Linked DNA regions of Zea mays: region 2 is linked to region 1. Evidence: chromatin contacts called from public Hi-C data. All regions are on one chromosome and are shown on one strand. The core of a region is the stretch at or near the end of the contact, and the rest is flanking DNA. Distances in the headings are between cores, read along the strand shown.

Region 1 (4,254 bases), core at 165-2,664:
CCTGTTGATCATTAAGACATGCATGCTAACACTAGTATCTAGGATTCAAACTCGAATGGGAGCTACTAGCTTCCAAATAAAAACGCAAGAGCCCCTAACTCCGTCCCCAGCATGCCATGTAATCAATGGAGCGAATAAACAGCTCCGTTCCCTTCCCTACCAGGGCGGTCGACCGGCCGGCATGCATGCTGATTGCAAAAGGTACCGTACCAATGATGCATGCTTTTCAGCCTCACCACCGGCCTCACAATGACAGCACCCACATGCACGCTGGGTCGCTGGTACGACAGAACCCGGGCGCTGCGCCGGCGCACGTGCAGTGCGCCTGAAGGCCCATACACCATCATGCGCCGGCCGCGCGCATTTGCGTTGCGTGGCACGGAGGATGCTACGCATAGAGATGTCCAAATGGGCCGTGCCCATCGGGCGGCCCGTGGCACGGCACGGTTTTGGCCCGTCACGAACACGGCACGGCCCGGTGGTTGACGGGCTCGGGCCGGCACGGTCCGTTAGTCGGGCCGGGCTTGGGCCGCTGCCGTGGCACGCCGTGCCGGCCCGAGCACGGCCCGGTTTTTTATTTTATTTTTCAGAGCATTTATTTGTATATTAGAAGCAACTTTAATAGTTTAGACACAAAATAAGTTTGGTTTAGTTGGCTAGAGTGGTGTAGCTAGGCATTCCAATGCTCCAACCAAGGTTCGAATCCTAGCAAAGTGAATTTTCTGTCTTTTTTTTACTTCATTTTCTTCCCACCCGGTCAAAGCACGGCGGGCCTTAACGGGTTGCGGGCCGGCCCGGCACGGCCCGGCTATGTGCGGGCCGTGCCTGGGCCTGGGATGTGGCACGGTGGCCCAGCCCGGCACGGCCCGTCACCCTAACGGGCTGAAACGTGCCGGGCCAAAACGTGCCGGGCCGAAGGCGGGCCCGTGCCGGGCCGGCACGGCCCACCCGTTTGGACATGTCTAGCTACGCATGCCACACTGACACAGTATGCAGCAGCCTGCTGGTGTTGGAAATGCTCTGCTTGTTGGAACACGCAAATTTGTTACAAGATATTACATATGTGATCAATTTAAGGGGTGCGACAGTTTTCCCCCAAAGAACACACACCCTTGGGATATACACCTTCACTTGTATATAAATGTAATGATCTCTAGAATACAATCGATGACTGTCATTTTCTCTATTATCTGTGTCTCGTTTTCACTACGCTTTAACACGTTATCAGCACCTCTACTCTCTACTGAAAATTTTTAGGCACAACAACCTCGTCGCAGTCGGTTGCCAATCTCCACCGGGTGAGCGAAGGCGCGACAAGTGTCCGTCACGGTGAGCGGCGTCCTAGCGTGGGCTACCGTGGCCTCGGCCCAGCGCTCCCGGCGGTGCGGGCCAGCCACGACCACGATTAGGCACGCGCGGGCGAAGCCAACGAAGGACCGGGCAGGCGTGCAGGCGCAGGCGCACACCCAGAGCTGTGCGGTCCAGGCCACGACGTAGACACAACCTCAACTCCAGGCGGCCACGCGGAGTCAGCAAAGTTGAGGTTGGCGACGTCCCCGCAGAGGGCAACCATCTGGGCGTTAGCGCCATTGAGGGCAACCATCGCGGCACTTATCGGCGGCGGCGACATCGCGCGAGCGGGAGGCACGCCAAAGGGCCTCGGCCCAGACTCCATCCACCAACCGTATGGTTTGCAACTATGCATCTGTATTGGAATCAACGATAGGCGATGGGGCCTGTCATTCCGGTTCTGATGTTGCCGTGGTGGATGGAAGGGGAATTTTGTTTTGTTTTCCTTGTCCCCATCTCCTATATTCCTATTGATTTAATCTGGATTTCGAAATCACATTGTCTGATTCATTATGCCCAGCATTAAATGGTTACTCTCGTCGTGATTGGATGCCCAGCTGATCGCGTCCAGGTCCACCACGTGCGTTGACCATGTGCGTGTATGTGATTGGTGGCCTGCATGGGCCGAGCACAGCCTGCATGCGCGGGCGCAGCTTAGTTATTTTCTTACATCTCGGTCTACACGCGCAGAGATGTGGGAGAGAGGCTTCGCTGGTCACCCAACCTCGTGCCGGCCTGGCTCCCACGGATACAACATCCAATCACGTTGTCTATGTCTGTGTTCATACGGATGTGAAGAGAAATCATTGGAAAGACGGCTGGCGCACTGGACTATTGCTGCAGACTCTGACACTCTGTGAGACCGAGACGACGAACCTCGGTGGGAACGCGTCCGCAGTAGATCAATGTGATGCTGCAGCCTGGCAGCACACGCGCTTCCCCTTCCAGCAATAAAAGAACTGGATGAACGACCTATGTATGTTTTCATATATGCTTTCATGCATAATTCTAAACATACATTGATTATTGTTCATATGTGCGATGAATTCTTTAATTTAAATTTTCAAAAGATTTATCTTACACAAATTTGTCGTATATCACTCATTATTTTGAATTTGAACATAAGGTGATAGAGACATAGACATTGGCTGCGTTTTATTCTCATGAATAATCCTGCCCAGAGACCATGTCTAATGCAGCGATTAGTTTCGCCTGTCACTGAGAGGTCTACACTATGTACCAACTACATGGTGATTACCTACACGTGTTCATCACAAAAGAATGGTTGTGGTATTTGGTATACTCCAAAATTTTGGAGATCATTATCTTTAAATTTCTTGTTAGAAATTTAATTTCAGCATTTTGGGGATTGAACCTCAAGGTTCATCGTAATTCCTCGCTGGCTATGTGAGCCACGTAGGACGCCACGATCACGCTAACACCTCAAAGAATTTTTTAATTAAATTCTACTTAATTAAATTATGAATTCTTGCAAAATATGATGTATATCTTCTTGGGGTTGTGAAACACATGATGGAGATCTAGGCTTTGGCTGCAATAAGTTCTTGTAATTTATTTGCCCAGAGACCAAGCTTTTAGACAGCAAAATGTTATTTGCCCATCAGTAAGAGATCTACATCATATGATCATAATGATTACCTATGTGTTCTCCCAAGTAGATATGTTGTAGATGTGATGTTGGTTATTGACCTTTATGGTGATTTCCATTTTATTTTTTGAAATCTTGGTCAAGCACAGGGTAGTGAAGTCCTAAGCATTGGCTGCAGTATGTTCTTTGAATATATCAGCCTAGAGACCATGCTTTCAGGTAGCAAAAGTTTTGCCCACTACTGGGAGATCTACTCCATTGTTTCATTACATGGAGATTATCTATGTTGTGTCCACCAATTTTCAAAAATCTTTTGGTACACTTTATGTGATACCTGGAATTCTCCAACATATGAAGATATGATATATTTTGCGACAATGTTGCAACAACACACGAAAATGGTTATGTTATTTCAAGGATAATTATTTAATAAAGTTTGATGAACTCGCCTAATGGGCTTAATTATCCTCAATGTTCATTGGATATGTTCATTGGATATCAAGATCATCTTTGCATAATATGGGGATTCACTTCTTTATTTTGGAGGAAGTGAGATGCTCCCTTTCTCTTGTGGTTCTTATGAAAAGAACAAATGTGCTTTGGTGGCTTGATGTGCAAGCCCAAAATGAATAGCAAAGAAAATCATAAGACTTGTGGACTTATGAGTATGTGTCTACATTAAGTTGTAGACTAACACTTTGTGTTCATATATAAGCACATTAAAAAGGGAGGGCAATGAGTATGACAAACTCTTTTGTCATTACACTATACGTGATATAGTGTTGTATGCCCAGGCATCTAATATTGTATATGAAATCCCAATAGATGCATACTACTCATGAAAGCTAAGATATGAAGTGTACTTCAATCTTCCATCTGACATGATAACAGTGGTTAGTTGTGTAAATCATGATTTGGACTAATCATGTAACAACACTTCTTTTTCTAAGAGAAGACCACTTTGTTAGATGATTTGCTTTTGAGTACTATTTAAATGATGCATGAGATTTGGTATAATCTCATAATTGATGTTGTGATAGGTTCAACTCATGCTATGTGAGTTGAACACACTCATGTGATTTGAGTGTAAAAACTCGTATGAATTTGAGTTGACCAAGCTCGTCGATTAGAGTTGAACCAACTCATCAAGGGAGTTGAACACTCATTAATTTGAGTTGTGCAAACTTGTACGAGGATTCTTCTAATTGATGAAGAAACATGCAATGTGGAGAATTGAACCACAAACTCTATATATGGGGAAACAAAATATTCTCATATTCCTTTGGAAAGAGGAA
Region 2 (4,236 bases), core at 361-2,860, 140 kb after region 1:
TCTTTTGAGGGCGGAGGAACGGAAAGAACAACTTGCTTCCCCTTGGTCTCCTTCTTCCTCGCGATCTGTGTCCATTCTTTTGTCGGGAAGTAGACAGTGGAGTTCTCCGGGTCAGCGGGCCCTCGGCCCCTGACTTTCTGAAGGCGATCTTTTTCCGGAGAGCTGGAGGTTGCGCTTCTCCGACATTTTCGGAGTTTGTTGGAGGAGACTTCTTTTTCGGCGGATCTGCAATGCGGTGTAGAGTTCCCTCTTCATCTGGTACGGATGAGATTGTTCCGAAGCAGAATACGGATCCGGGACGGAGGGTGATCTTGCTGTGGAAGGTGACGGCCATTGAGCTAGCTTGGATCGTCGACACACCCCCTACCTGGCGCGCCAGCTGTCAGTGTTTTGGGTCCGACCGCACACCCGGGGTTGCCCCTCAAGGTGTTTTTAGGAGTAGGACGGTGTCGCCGACTGTAGCAAAATGGTTCGTGCCAGATGCACGAGGGACAGTGGACAATGTTTACAGGTTCGGGCCGCTTAGAGATGCGTAACACCCTACGTCCTGGGGAGTATGCTTGGTGAATGAGGTTACAAGGTAGCTCTCTGAATTGAGAATGCAGAGAGTTGAGGTGGGCGGCTGAGTAATAGGGTCGATCGTTTTGAAGGGGTGCCCCCTAGGCCTTATATATTCGACCGTGGGGCAATACACGTGGATATGATAACTATGTGCACCTAAAAGATAGTGAACTTGTTTGAGTCTATCTTCCTATGATTTTGCCGACCTATCCTCGCCTGGATCCGCTGCATGGGGCTCCAGCGCGGGAAAGTCGGATCCTTGTTGTGGTCGCTTGCTCAACGCTGTGGGCCGTCCGGGCTTGCACCAATCCGGCCTTACGTCGATCTGCTTTACTGATTGTCCCTTCCTAGGCCCACGAAGGGATGGCCTTACGATTCATTGGGCCCTTGGACCTTTCGTGAGGTCTTTCATCCTTCTAGTGGACCCGGGGGATATCTGTCCCCCACAGAACCGTACACGACCCGACTATTCAACATTTCGGAATTTCAATATATGGACATAACACAATTCAGCATTTCAGCATGCATATCTTGTAGTTTCATCAACATACTCATGTAAAATAAATAGTGTCTTCTAGTAGCCACATATCCACATATCACAAATATGGTCAAACAGTAAATAGAAATATCTCTTAGTACATGTTTTATCATTTAAGCCCACAGACGGACAAGCATATGCTCGAAGATGAATTCCCCTAGAAGCCTGGATGCTGTAGTAAATCGGGTAACACAGTCCAATGGGTAATCGGGTTCGGGTTTAGCCTTCCCAAACCCGTATCCCATACCCGATAGGGAAATGATTTCTCTCAAATCTATATCTATGGAGATCAATTTTAATTCATATCCTAATTTTAATAGAGGAATTTCATATGGGTAATCGAGTTTCGGGACACATTGACATCTCTGTACGGAACCGTTCCATCGAGGTGGTTTCGGAACCAAACGCTAGCTGCCGTCGGGAAGCGACGCGAGCAGGTGATGTGCGGCGCCGTGGGCCCGTGGGCTTAGCTGGCGACATGGAGCCGGGAAGCGCGGGCGCGGAGCCATCGGAGGCCGGATGGCGGGCAGTCAGGCGCAGGCTGGACAGGATCCGGATCCCCATCACCCGGCCCAGCACGTGAGGGCGAGCGCGTGGGCCGCCTCCTGTCGGGACCCTGTTCTTTGTTTTTTTGAATGGTCAGGATTCTGCTGTGTGTTTCTCTTCGCGGCATGCCTTCAGTTGCCGATACTGTTGGTGACGTCACAAGTGGCGTCGACGGGACTGTTCAGTTTTCGTACACCTGTCTGTCGCCTGGGGATTTTAGCAGCACAAGGTATGTGGGTGGGTCGTGGCAATGCGCAAGCAACAGAGACCGACTACTAGGGATGAAAACGAAAACGGTAATTTTCGGATACCGGAAATCGTTTTCGAATATTTACCGAAATTTAGGTCTAAACGGAAACGGTTACCGAAAATACGGAAACGGAATCGGTAGAAAAACTCGAAATCGGAAACGGAAACGGTTTGGGTCTCTTCCGACCGTTTCCGGAAATTACCGTTTTTATTCGGTATTTTACCGTCGATAATAAATTCGGTATTTTTCAGAAAAAATATTAAATCTGAACTGATCTTTATAAATTCATAATAAACTCATCTTAGCTTAGAAAAATATAAAACTAATTTTATTATTTTTCTAAAATCAAGATCTATCTAATGGTATATAGTTTAGAATCGTCTGAAACTTTTATAAATCTTATTTATGTTTTCTTACCTCTTATTACTCTTGATACATATATTCATAATTTGAATGAGAACTTAAGAAGTACCAAGAGGACACTAATTATATTGACTATACCAAGTAGTAGGTGTATAAATAGAATGTAAGTGCCATATCATTATACACATCTTGATTCTACTTTATTTAAATACATAATAATGATTTTATTGTTTTATGATTTCTTACTTTATATATTTATTGTGGCCTGCTACCTTATATATTTATTATTAATTTTATATAAATGTATGACTTACGTGGATTTTTGAAGTTAATTGAGGGTACAAGTTACAGTTTTTACCGATCGAATTTTTAGATTCCGATCGTAACCGGTGTAATTTTCGTACCGAACTTTTGTTTCCGATGTTTCCGAATTACCGATATCGTTTTCGTTTCCGGAGTTACCGTTTTCGATCTCGTTTCCGAGGAAAAATATGAAAACGAAAATGGTTTTTGTGTTTACCGATCGTTTTCGACCGTTTTCACCCCTACCGACTACCGTACGGGCGGGGTGGTTATGCATGGGAAGTACGAGACTAATCCGATTCTGGATTAACTGAATTCATATCTCACACTCAATCTCATGGTGAGATTGAATCTATTATTTAATCCAAGTATCTCGTAAAAGTAGTTATTATTGTTTCGATCTATACATTCTAATATAAACCTGTGCAATATCTTTATGAATTTGTTACATACCTAATGAGTTATGGATATAACACATGTCTTCTATAATTTAAAAATTTCCTAAATCCTTGAGTTATAAATATTAAATCCATAGCGGGTCTAACCGAATAAAAGATTTTGAGTACGCTTAGATTATTTTAGAGTAGAGGTTGTGACATAGATTTAATTTTAAAATGAATAGATGGGTAGCTAAACCATTGATAATAGCAAAAAAGGACCGCAAATAGATGACTAAAATGGTATCTTGCTGTTGTAGTCAGCCTCATTCTTTCGGCCCTATCCATGTCCGCCAATCATTCCATATGCATGCATGCATGCATGCTGCCTTTCTTCGCTACAATGATTAGGTTCTGATTTGATAGATGATAGATATATTCATGGGTGACCGTGTACTTTAGGATGCATGCACGAAGCACCAGAGATTTCAGAGGGAGTACTGGATTTTTCTTCCCCTCAACATTCGTGCACTTTATTTATTTCCCATCTCTCTGTCATCTGCCGCCTCTCAATGTGCAAGTCGATCTCGTGTCCCAATCCTGCCTTGGTATCTGCACACAGCAAGCACACGATGCTGCACTGCACCACGTAGTACTGTACTAGCTAGTAGTACCAACCAACCAACTGCTTGCACGTCCTACTCGAACTCGGGACACATACGGGATCCGGCCTACAATGCCCGCCCGGCCACCTTCGATTTTGTTTCCGTCCAGCCATTTGCTGCCTCCTCCTGCCCTGGCCCCTGATCAGTGATCAGAGAAAATTTAGACTAGCTAAAAAGCACCCCTACCGTACCATCACTTGCTAGTACGTACCAAGCAGGTGACAGCTGCTGCTCTGATCCGGCCCTCTGGATCTCGTCAAATAGTACTGGCTGCTGGTAGATCTAGGTGTGATGATCGATTTGTAGTATTTGTTGCCACCTAATTAACTACCATGTAATTTTTTTTGACCTTAAACAAACATACTCCTCTAGATGCATGCATAAGTCAAAATCAAAGATTACTATATGTGCACTGTACTTTTTTTTATATAGAGACCAATCTTTTATTTATAAGGCGGGCAACTGTGATTATACCCTTCTCTAACCTTGCAATTATGATTTTACCCCTCGTTTTGAAAATGAAACCGTTGTTTGCCTCCCCTCTGAACACTGTTAGTGAAAATTAGAATTAATAATTAATAAAATAAAAAATGAGGGATAAAATCACAATTGCAAGGTGAGAGAATGGTGTAA

Evidence for each region. A called contact is a pair of places that touch in the nucleus more often than the background predicts.
Region 2: a contact with region 1 is called in a Hi-C map of ear, with 1.8 times the contacts expected there. The contact joins two enhancer-like sites. A contact is called at or near these places in 2 of 25 Hi-C or Micro-C datasets (ear and tassel).

The regions. Positions count from the first base shown.
Region 1 is chr8:111,075,322-111,079,575 of Zm-B73-REFERENCE-NAM-5.0, forward strand. No RefSeq gene overlaps it. Among protein-coding and RNA genes, the nearest start is that of LOC103637179, 19 kb to the right of the region's middle. Within about 2 kb of position 1,415, at least 17 of the 20 cell types and tissues checked have an H3K27ac peak or open chromatin away from gene starts, as enhancers often do. A contact at or near this core is called in ear and tassel, where this site is marked.
Region 2 is chr8:111,214,956-111,219,191 of Zm-B73-REFERENCE-NAM-5.0, forward strand. No RefSeq gene overlaps it. Among protein-coding and RNA genes, the nearest start is that of LOC103637181, 79 kb to the right of the region's middle. Within about 2 kb of position 1,611, at least 17 of the 20 cell types and tissues checked have an H3K27ac peak or open chromatin away from gene starts, as enhancers often do. A contact at or near this core is called in ear and tassel, where this site is marked.